2 separate regions of the Mus musculus genome follow, and region 1 is linked to region 2. The links are chromatin contacts, called in public HiChIP or PLAC-seq maps. All regions are on one chromosome and are shown on one strand. The core of a region is the stretch at or near the end of the contact, and the rest is flanking DNA. Distances in the headings are between cores, read along the strand shown. Region 1 overlaps E130307A14Rik (RIKEN cDNA E130307A14 gene). Region 2 overlaps Gm16364 (predicted gene 16364).

Region 1 (5,773 bases), core at 479-2,978, 87 kb after region 2:
CTGCACGTTCTCCAGTTTGAACTTTCCATCCTTGTTTTGGGATGTTTTGCCAAAAGCATTTCCCTAAGCCCAGCCATTTCATCAGGCACTACACTGCCATCTTTGCCAGATGGATTGCAAAGTCCTGTGATCACTGAAATGACCCAGAGAGAGTCTTTAAACCACAGGATCTTTCTGTTTCTCTTTACTGTACCTAGAAGAATCTGGAAGACCCTCTCCTAATAGCAGATGAAATGAGAAGGTAGATTACACCGTGGGAAAATACTACAAAGAAGCCACACCTCTCGTCTCGGAGAGTCTTGTGCTATTTTCCAGCACAAATAGCTCTATATGACACAACTCAACAACACACAAAACAAAAGAAGCAGCAGAATAATGACATTGTAAAGTAACTTTTCTGTCATGGAATTTTCATTCTGAAAGGGGCCCTGAGTTTTGTTTTATGCAGGAAGGAAGCAGGATCCAAAGAAACTGATTCATCCAAGTTCACTCCAGGGCTATTAGCCCCAGCGATCTAGCTTCAAGGCTGGCGAGCCTATGGCACCTTCTGGGGTTTACTGGTGTTCTTATCCACAGTGACAGAGTTCCTCCCTGAGGTAAACACAGCCTCCTGAACATGGGAGGACTGAGGGAAGATTACCTCTACCCTCTGGTGACTTCAAGAGTAAATGATCATGTCACAACTTGTGCTGGGAGAATCTCTTCAGGGAATTAATTATTGCTGTGATGATATGGAGTGTGGCTTCTCTTGACATGGTTTGGCATATTTAGTTTATAGTGGTTCTATGTGAACCTTAGGCCAACTTAAAATTCCTCAAAACCTTCCTGAAGCTTGAAGACAATAATCTGCAATTATATCAACTTCTTTTAAAGCTGTGTGTGTGTGTGCATGCACTCAAAAATCAGTAATTTTTTTTAAAAATGTGTTTTACTCTTTAAATACTGTGATATTTAAATATAATAGTATTGTTCTGATGCTACAAAAGTGGTACTTTGAGAAATATGGAGAAATGAGATGCCTGAGTAACTGCCCTTGGGAGAGTGTGGTGGCAGGGCTGGCTGCAGGAACAGTACAGTTCACCACGAGGCATAAAACAGCACAAAAGAATCCAACCAGTATAGTTAGCATTCTGGAAGACCTACATCCAAGGGATAGCACATTCCTAACTTCATACCAAGTCTTCCTTTTTTTTCCCCTTGAAAAGTGGGTTCAACTCAGAACACATGGTGAGCAGTTCAGTGCCCCTTCAGTGTGACGGTGTGAGTGTGGATTTGCTCACAAGCTCTTAGCATCGAGCCCAGCAGGTGATCTGCAGAAAGGTCAGCATAGCTGACTTGTGTATTTACCTTCTCAGGGGATGTCTGGGTGTGGTCCCAGGCCACATTTATGGTTTAGGAAGTGTTGAGATTTTGATAAACAATGAGAAGCATGGGCTCGAGTGACTAGGCAGAGGTAACAAGGTCAGCGCCTGCTCACTCTTTTCTAGAAAGTCTTGTGAGGAAGGCATAGTCACAGCCCCCAGATCTCTTATGGCTTCAAAGTTCAAACCACCAGGGCACATCTTTCTTGTCCCATGCCTGACCTCCCTCTGCTCCCTTCACTGGGAAGGTGCTGATGGAAGAAGGCAGCTGGAGAGGGGGGAGGAGAGGGGAGAAGGTGAGGGCAAGAGGACTCCTGCCTGATGGATCCCAGCAGGCTTAGTGTGCAAAGCAGTGGAGATGAAGTAGCTGCTCTGGTATGCGTCCAAGCTGCTGTTCTATTTTTACTCTCTCCTGCATGCTTCTTAGCCCAGTGTTGTTTGCCTGGGCACCTGGATCAGCAGCAAAACATGGAACAGAGCCACTCAGTAAAGCAGGGAGGAAGGAGGCCATTGATGCGGGCTTTGTTGTTGCTGACAGGGAAGAGAGACCTGGAATGTTAATGAGGATAGCTTTCGAAGCATGCCTTCACGGTTAGCAAGGAGTTCAAAGGAGAAGGCAGACTCAGGCCGGTGCTGAACAAATGTGAACTGTTGATAGAGAGACAGAGAAATCAATTATGCTGTTGCAGGCTCCCATGCCATTGTGTTGGAGTTGTTAGAGAAGGTAGGACAAGGACCAGATTTCAAAAGGAAACAAAGCCACATGGCCCTGAAGTATAACGAGTTTGCCATGGCAACTGATGGAAATGAGCCTCCGGGGCCTGAGCAGGTGTGCTATCTTACAGAATAAACATACTTCTCTCACTCCCTGGATTTTATAATAAAACCTGTGTTTGGATTACTTTCCCTCCTCTTTGTTACCCAGAGAAGTTGGCTGTTGCTCAATCAGCCCCAGGCTCTATCGAGGGAAATGTAATCAGTGTTATCAAAGGACTGCGTTGGAAAAGGCTGGCTATAAGCCTGGCTGCCAGCTTCACCACAGAGTGGCAGCTGGCCTCGGGTACCTGCCCGGCCTTTGCCAAATCCCAGGCAATGCCTTGGGCTGAAAGCTGCTGGTTCTGAGTTTATCTGGGTACAACAGTATTGTCTGAACCTCACTGGCATTGGTCAAAGGCTTCTTTCTCTATAACCAGAGAAATGTGTTTGCGTAGTCAGGACCTGACTGATTTAGCATCTTGCATTTTGTCTGTCACGGTTCCTTGAGTTCAAGGACTGATTTTGCTCTCCAATCTGCTGTTATCCACAGTTTGTTTACTTAGAAACTTGAGAGAACTTATGTTTCCCTGGCTTGAAATCCCTCTCCAGTAGGTTCCAGAGCAGTAGATTCTTGGTCTGAAATATACACAACCGCAGAGGTTTTATAAAGAACCCCTAAGCTAGAGACTAAGGAAGCTTACATTTAATTTTATAAGGCCCAAGTCATACTAGTGTGAAATAACCATTCTCAGTATTCTCCTTTGTGACTAGAGAGACATGTCTTCCACTGTAGTTTACAATAAACGTTTAAAACAAGGTGCTCATTCTCAATGGCTCCTAAAACAATTTGTGAGCATGGTCATGGCAAACAGTTGACACGAGGACAGCTTGCTTAGCCAGTCAGCTCTTGGCCTGAGAGGTTGTCTTGGCTGGCCCCTTACATATTGCCTGACCTTTGACCCCAATAAGAAAAGCATGGCTGACTTAAGAACTGATCCAAGCTGTGGTGCAAGGCATTAACCCTCTACTGTTCTTCCTCTACCACAAGCACAGACCTTGACCCTGTCACACTTGTGCTTACATTTAGCTTCTTTTGTCTATAGTCTTATTGAATGCAGTGCCGAGTTCTCCACCCTTCGGAGGTCAGCAGTTACACGATTAAGAAGACACCAGGGAAGAAGGGCTAGAAACTGGCAACCTGGGAGAGGGGCAGCTGACATCCTGACAACATGATTTTGTTATGAAAACATTTTAAACAGATGTCTTTGTCACTGCTCTGTGGCTGTGAAGAGACACCGTGACCAAGGCAACTCTTATAAAAGAAAGCATTTAATTGGGGCTTGCTTATAGTTTCAGAAGTTTAGTCCATTAACATCATGGCAGAGAGAATGACAGCAGGCAGACATGGTGCTGGGGAAGTATCTCAGAGTTCTACATTTGGATCTGTAGGCAGCAGGAAGAGGGATTCTGAGCTTGGCTTGGGCCTTAGAAAACCCAAAACCCACCCCCAAAGACACCCCCCCCCACAAGCCACACCTCCTAATCCTTTCAAACAGTGCCACTTCCTGGTGACCAAGCCTTTGAGTATATGAGCCTATGGGGCCCATTATTATTCAACCCATCACAACAGACTGAAAAACAAACCATTAAATAACGCAACTTTTAGCGGTTGGTCATGGTGGCACACGCCTTTAATCCCGGCACATGGGAGGCAGAGGCAGGTGGATTTCTGAGTTCGAGGCCAGCCTGGTCTACAAAGTGGGTTCCAGGACAGCCAAAGCTATACAGAGAAACTCTGTCTTGGAAAAACAAAAACAAAAACAAAACAACAACAACAACAAAAAAACCAAAAACCCAAATATGCAACTTTTAAGATGCTGCCAAGTGACATTTACAAAAGCAACTTTATATCTATTTTTTTCCCAAGTGAAATCAAATGAATCACGGGTTCAGTGGTTCAGATTCATATACTGTAGTAATAAATACCCCTGTGCTGGACAGTTTTATGTCAGCTTGACACAAACTAAAGTTATCTGAGAGGAAGTTACCTCAATTAAGAAAATGTCTGGGGGGGGGGGGCGAACTCGTAGGGTCTGACCGAGGCCACAGGGAGGCTGCGTCTTGGGACCGGACACCTTGGCGGGACGATGGACCAAAAGAAAAAGCTTGGACGCTACAACCTCCTCCTTGGTAGATCTTAAGATGGAGCTCTTTCGAAAACAAGAAGAATTCAAACAAGAAAAACTTCTAAAAGATTCTGGAGTTTTTGGAAAACCAAAGACAATTAATAAGAAGCCAACAAAATGTGGGTGTTACAAGCCGAGCAGAGAAGGACGCTGGACAAAAGCTTGAGGAGCAGAAGACTTTACACAAAGCAAAGGAAAAATTGGAAGAAAAGGCCAAATTATATGAAAAGATGACTAAAGGAGGCTTTCTAGATGAGGAAGTGGAGGACATGTACCTTGTGGATTTCACACAGAAGATCACAGACAAGCGAAAAGAAATGGAGGTGCTTGGTGCCACGAGAGAGTCCCGAAACGAGGGAGAGGGAGATGATGATGATGAAGGAGAGTTTTCTGAAAAAAACATCGCTCCTCCTCCAGACCCCAGTGAGGGATGGGTGGATTATGTGGACTCTTTGGGCCGATCCCAGCGCTGCATGAGAAAGGATTTACCAAGTCTATTGGAGATGGATAAAAATCTTCAGGGGAGACTTTTTGTTAGTCCTGCTAATGAAAAAACTTTGTTATCTGAAGACATGAGGAAAAGAACTTCAGCGTCAGCAATGGGAGGAAGAAGAAAGGGAGCCCTTGAAAAAGCCAATGGGGCCCAGCCACCATGAAGACATCGGGAAAATGAGGCCCGACAACTTGGTGTTGGGTATTTTGCCTTTGCCCGAGACAAAGAGTTAAGAAACAAGCAAATGAAAACTTTAGAGATGCTCTGTGAACAAACAACAGATCAGAGAATAAAACGAGAAAACATAAAGGAAAAGAGAAAAGCTATGTTAGAAGCAAGACTGGCAAAGCTTCGACAAAAGAAGATGAAAAAATCAAAAGAGGATGGAACTCAAGAAGAAAGCAGAGAAGAGATGGAGTTGTTCTTGAGCCCTCAGAGCCAAAGCCTGTCCCTGCCCCAGCTCTTCTGGCCCAGAATAGCAAGGTGGAGGTCATCATCCAGGAGAGGAGGGACACCAAGCCTGGGGTGCCACACATCCGAGAGTGGGACCGAGGGAAAGATTTTTCCTTTGGACTGGTTGAAGAAGCAGTCCGAACTCCGAACTGAGGTAGATCCTGAGTTTGCCCCACCTTCAAATTACTTTGTGGGTCAAAGAGAACTGCTCATTTGAGTAGCCAGCCATGGAGCAGACCAGGATTAGCACCAAGTGACTTGGGACATTCCTCTTGCCAAAGCCAGGATCCCAGCTCTTCACACACATCCACTCCTGCCCCTGAAAGCTCACCACAAGCGCCCACAGTCACTTTGTAAAGCAAAAAAAAGAAAGAAAGAAAGAAAGAAAGAAAGAAAGAAAGAAAGAAAGAAAGAAAAAGTCTCCGAAAGATCAGGCTGTAGGCAAGCCTGTAGAGCATTTTCTTAATTAGTGGTTGATGGGGGAGGGGTCAGCCCCTTGTGGGTGGTGCCTTCCCTGGGCTGGT
Region 2 (5,681 bases), core at 2,670-5,169:
CTCCAGATGTTCAGTGTCCACGGCCTGTGGCTTGCAATGCCCCTATTGCAGCTCTCATGACCCAGGTACTTCTGGCCTACGTGAGAAGCTCTGTATGAAGTGGTAACTTATTGTAGTGTGAAGACTAAACGTGAAAAAGGTATTGTTGCCCCCTACGCATGGGGCTTTCCTGACTTCCCCACTCAAACAAGAACAGCCTCATGGTTGAGTGGGAGGGAAGCCAAGGGAGAGCTTTATGACAGAAAGGAAAAGATAAGCCAGCTGGAGCCTCTGGAAGCAGAGGTCAGATCAGCTTTCCTGGCCAGTCTGTTGCAAATCAGAGCAGGAGGGATGGAAACCTTAAATAAAGGAGAAGACTGAGCTGGGAAGAGAGGCGCCCTGGTCATCACTCTCTGGAAGAGTGGGAGGAAGGCAGACATGACAGGAGGTACACATGAGGACTAGTTATTCCTTGCTTTAAACTTCTGATGAACGTTCACTCCGAGCTAGACCACGTGTACCAGAAACTCAAAGGTGTATGTTAATATTCACACCCCAGTGAAGACAGAGACCCAGAGCTGTCTGTAGATGGGAAGCCCAGGGCTGAGTCGAAGGGAGGCACCCGTGCAGCATGGGGTCTGCAGGGCAGGCAGCACACCGTGGAGTGGGTTAGGTGTCACATAATAGGGACAGAACTTCTTGCTTTCAAGGTGACACCTGATTCTCATGCATTGAACACAGAAGCTGGTCAGTAAATGGATCTGAACAAAGAAAAAGCAAAGCTACATGCATCACCTCCCCACACACATCTGTCCTTCTAGATGGAGGTGTGGTAAATGGCTGCAGTCAAAGACGGGTAAGGTGCTTCGATGTGTGGGTGGGGGAGGTGTAGCGAGTGCATATGGAACCTTCCTTACCTGCCAGCCTGTCAGAGATGCGGTGTCACTGTGCGCCTGTCTCTGCCTCCTGCCTTGTGCAAAGAATGTTGGGATTACAGACATATGCCTCTGCCTCCAAATTTACATGGGCACAAGAGACCCAAATTCAGTTCCTCACAAAGGCAAAGCAAGCACTTTTTTACCCAGTGAGTCATCTCTCCAGTCCCAAGAATAAGGGACCAGACAGGGTGTTGATTCCCAGGGTCCCTGCTGGAGTATGACTAGGAATATAGAATCCAAGAATTGCTGGCAAAGAACTTGTACTAACTCGGTCGCTCTCCCTGGGACATTTGACAGAGCTCTCCTGTTTGTCCGTTCTTCGCTTGTTGGCCGCTTCATTTGCTCTGTCATACAATTTGCAAATTTATAAAAGTTACTGCTCAGAGTCACAAGGTGCTCTGGTTGTTTTGTTCTGGGTATTTTTCCTTTAGTTAATTATCTAGTGCTTGCTCTGTAATAATCAATGGGTAGCTAATTGGAAGCAAGAGAGAATGAAATGAGTATTATTTGAATAGTGTTTTTAATGAAAAGCACACATGAAATACTATAGGGAAACAGCACAAGAGAATTTTTTTTCTTTTTTTTTTTTTTTTTTTTTTGCATGTGTTTACAAACAGATTCACATAAGCTTGTCACAAACCAAATCCAAGTGTATGGATCATTTTGTTTCATTTTCCAGATCCCCCCCCCCCCAAGGGGGTGAGTGGGCATTGGAGGATACCAGGCGGAGGCCAGGCCTCAGGAGATGGAGAACTAGAGCCCCAGCCGTCCTAAATGAAGCTGAAGGGCTGTCAGTTCCCAGAGAGTGCATGAGGAAATGGTTAGCACGAGACAGCACTTGCATAGAGAATCAGAGATGAGTAACAATGGTTCCTGGTAAATTAGCCATATTACATCATGCACACAGTAACGGAGGGACGATTAGGAAAAATGAATACTAATTTGCCCAAATCCTTTACATAAAATGCATTGACTCTTTTTTTAATTTGATAGACTTTTTGATTTTTTAAAAACATGGGCAGCTCCAGGAAGCTCCCAGCAGAGCATCATTGTGAGAGGAGGAGGAGGAGGGGGAGGAGGAGGAGGAGGAGGAAGATAAACCATCGAAGGCCTTCATAAGCCATTTCACCCCCCTCCTCTCAACCTGCGAATATCAGAAAATATTTGTTTGTACATTCCTGAAGGTCTCTAAGTGAAAATGGAAGGCATTAATCATTGTCTCTGCTATCACTAAACCATGACCTCACCATGTTGGAGGGCAGGAAAGTGATGCTTCCTTCTATCTGTATGTCTGCGCTGACTCAGACGGTCTCTGGGTTTTGAGTAGTAGGGGGAGGATTGGAATGGAGCAGAGCTGTACTTAAAACGGCAAAGGCAAGAACAAAAGCAGCATGCGTGCAGCCAAAGGGGACCTTGGAAGTTACACAGATGAAACAAAACGCTATGCTTGCCTGAGAGTCTGGTTTCCAAAGCAAACGCAAAATGGAGAGCCTTGTTCCAACCATAAAGGTCTCACCATCTATAGTTCCTTTGCAATAAAAGGGGCCCTGTAATCTACTGTGACAGCCAGAAGCTGCACTGGTGCTCTGAATTATGATATTTGCTCACGACTAATACAGATTTTTCCAAAGCAGCGTAGCATTTGTAGCTATAGCATCCTCTGCCCTTTGGCAGAACACAGCCATGTCCGCCAGCTTTCCCTGCTTCCGTTCCTTCCTGTCCCAGCCCCCACGCCTTTCCACCTCTTCCCATTACAATCAGACCATTCTTGCTTCCTCCTTTGTTTGCTTCGGCACACCTCCCTTCATAGGATCCCTGTTAATTTATTAAAATCAGACTTTTTTTTCTTTCTTTTTTAAGATGTATTCTCACTATGCATCCCAGGCTGACCTCAAACTCAAGACCTGCCTGCCTCAGCCTCCCTCCCAACTGCTAGGATCTGGGGCGTGTATCCCTTAGGTCTCTACCCTTCAAGGCAAACCTGTGGCTGCTGGACTGCATCCTGAGCAGGCATCCTGTAGGAGAGTTGCCCAGTCTCCTCTGGAAACTTACTGGTCTCAAAGTTGAACTTTGTAACCCTCAAATCTCAACACTTCTCTCCTGGGAGCCCATTTTAGGTAGGCAGTTCCCTGACCCCAGTTCTCCTCCCTGCCTCGCCCCCAGCCCCCAGCCCCCAGCCCTGCCCCCGACCTATGATTTATCAGACTTTATACCTGAGTCTCCAGCGACTTGCTATCAATCAGCTTTATGCAAATAGAAAAGGCGACCCTACCTCAACAAGCTTTGCTGCCATCTGCCAGGAAATTGCTACAATAAATATGCAAAAGGATAATGATTCAAATGTGAATGCCACCCTTTCAAATCCTGCAGTACAAAAAAACGGCACAAACTGGGGTGTCAATCCTGCAGTGTGAAATCACCGGAGCTGTCCTGAAACCCTGCATAAAATCATGGCCCCATGAAGTCAGCCTTGCCTGTTCGTAGCAATTTTAAAATCTAAGCCTTTCAACCGTGATCAGAAACTGTGGAGAGGCGGTCCCCAGGTAGCAGCCTGTAACAATGACAGACTTCTTTCTAGAACTCAGCCAGAGCGTGGACTCTAGTGTAGGGCACACAAAAGCATCCAAGTTAAGGAGTGGGCACACTTGACCATGAGGGTGCTAGGGCAGAGACCATGCTCAACCAGGGTGGGGCAGGGGGTGCACCACACCCCTCTGCCTTCTCACTAATCACTCCAGCATCACCTCCACTTTCTGGTAATCTACAACACAAATCAACCCCAAAACCTCATGGCAGAAATAGATGCACATGGGTGCATTTTGTACAGAACTCTGCAGTTCAGAGGGACTTCTAGCTACGACTGGCCTCTGCTCCTCAGGGCCGCAGCTGGGACTGCATGGAGGAGGCTGGGCATCTTTCACAATAGCTCCTAGCTGCTGAGCAAGAACCCAGCTGGGACTGTGGGTGAGGACCTGAGCTCCCAGGTGGCCCGTGGGCTGGCTCACACCGTGGGGATCAACCGTGTTGAGACATCCCAGCTGACTCATGGCAAAGCAGAGACAAGCTGCTCCCACCAAGCCCCGCCCAAACCAAGTTTCTAAACAAAAGAAATGACTGAGGACTCTAGCTATGAGGTTTGGGGTTGTTTTATAGCAGCTCATCACCAGAATGTGTAGGCTATCACAGCTCCCTCGTATGCCTCCCCTCATGCTGTGTCTAGGAAAATGAAAACCGAATCTCCCAGGCTGCTATACTGTTTGCACCACAACCGTGAATTAGACTATACCGGTCAGATGTAGTTGTGGAAAGTTTGTAAGGCCAAAGGGAGGTATATGCCAGGCCCCTGAAGCTTGTGCTTGTGTATGCCCTAGGAAGCAAGAACATGTAGCCACAGCTCTGTAGCAGCAGCTCCAACATTGGTTTTCTGTCTCTCACCCTCCTGGTTCATGCAGGAGACCACAGTTCCGCTGTCTGAGTGGTTCCCTTGGTGAACCTCTTCCAGCCCTTCCAGTAAGTCCATAAATTGTTACATTACATCTCTCTTCACTTAAAAGCCATAGGGTGGGGCATGCATCCTAGGCTGACCTGAGTCAGCATCCCCAGGTGAGCCCCACTGTTCCATCTCCTATCTCTCTGTCCTTGCTTGCTTGCTCGTTTTCTCTCACTGGGCACTCTTGTTTTCTTTCCATGCTGAGGATGGAACCGAAGCCTCCAATACAATACACTTATCAAGCACTCTCAGCCCGCTGGTCTTTCTTTTAGTATTTATCTATACTTGTGCCGGTGGGTTATTTCTCTGCCCGTTGAAATGAGCCAGTTCAAGCCAGATTAGATTATATATAGGCAGGTTTATTGGGTGGGGAGGAGGGGTGGGAGAAAGAGAGAAAGGGCTCGCACAGAGAGAGGTGAGAGAGAGAGGAAGAGCAAGAACAAAACCCTGCCCTGTCCTGACCTCACCCCCACCCATCCTCACCCCACCCCAATCCACTCCCACTCCACCCCCATCTCACCCCACCTCACCCCCCACCCCATGCCATCCTCACCCCACCTCCACACACTATCCTTCTTTTTTTTTTTTTTTTTTTTTTTTTTTTTGCTCCTCCAAAAAAAAATGTCTGGATTGTATAGGGAGTAGCCTCTGGGGGAAGGGCAGCCCAGCCCCTGGGCTGGAAAGTTCAGGGTTGGGGGCAGGGTATGCCAGGTAGGAACTGAGAGATGCTGGGAGAACCTGCAGGCCAGGTCTGCTTTGATGTGTAAAACATGCACCTAAGTCCCTAAACCCAACAGTGCCAACCCAAGTTTCTCATGGCTGAGAAAAAAGTCCATTAGCTAATGGGAGACAAGGAGTGAGGACTAGAAAAGGACACCCTCCGGGGCCTGTTGGGTTGCTTTCTTTTGTATGTAAAGTTTTCTAGAAACACAGCCATCCCCATTTGATTCTGTCCTGTCCAGAGCTGGCTTCACTCAACACTGACAATGTTGGGTGACTGGTTGACCCAAAACTCTGAAAATACTTAGAATTGTCTCTCTGTGGATTCTGTAGGCACTGTGGGTCAAGTACCGCCGCGTTCGGGCTAAGCACTTCCTGAACATCCCCGCTGTCATGGGGACTTCCATCTGTCATCACTATTAGTCTTTTTCTGCTGCTTTGTTTTGTTTCTGTGCAAACAAAACAAAGACTATTCTGGAACTCACTCTGTAGACCAGCCAGGCTGTGAACTCAGAGATCTGCCTGCCTCTGCCTCCCTTACTAGTCATGGGAGT

Evidence for each region. HiChIP or PLAC-seq counts read pairs in DNA pulled down with a chosen protein or histone mark.
Region 1: a contact with region 2 is called in an H3K27ac HiChIP or PLAC-seq map of extraembryonic endoderm stem cells. The contact joins two enhancer-like sites. A contact is called at or near these places in 3 of 39 promoter capture datasets (embryonic stem cells and liver), 5 of 484 Hi-C or Micro-C datasets (bone marrow-derived macrophages, forebrain, liver and 2 more), 4 of 115 datasets of contacts at active chromatin or transcription factors (embryonic stem cells, extraembryonic endoderm stem cells and stem cell-derived neural progenitor cells) and 2 of 9 other capture datasets (adipose tissue and liver).

Annotation. Positions count from the first base shown.
Region 1 is chr10:39,657,818-39,663,590 of GRCm38.p6, forward strand. All of the region lies in intron 2 of E130307A14Rik (RIKEN cDNA E130307A14 gene), which reads right to left. It also overlaps the pseudogene Gm8899. Among named protein-coding and RNA genes, the nearest start is that of Gm16364, 47 kb to the left of the region's middle. Within about 2 kb of position 1,729, at least 212 of the 459 cell types and tissues checked have an H3K27ac peak or open chromatin away from gene starts, as enhancers often do. A contact at or near this core is called in extraembryonic endoderm stem cells and forebrain, where this site is marked.
Region 2 is chr10:39,568,947-39,574,627 of GRCm38.p6, forward strand. All of the region lies in intron 2 of Gm16364 (predicted gene 16364), which reads right to left. Among named protein-coding and RNA genes, the nearest start is that of Gm40627, 19 kb to the right of the region's middle. Within about 2 kb of position 3,920, at least 90 of the 459 cell types and tissues checked have an H3K27ac peak or open chromatin away from gene starts, as enhancers often do. A contact at or near this core is called in extraembryonic endoderm stem cells and forebrain, where this site is marked.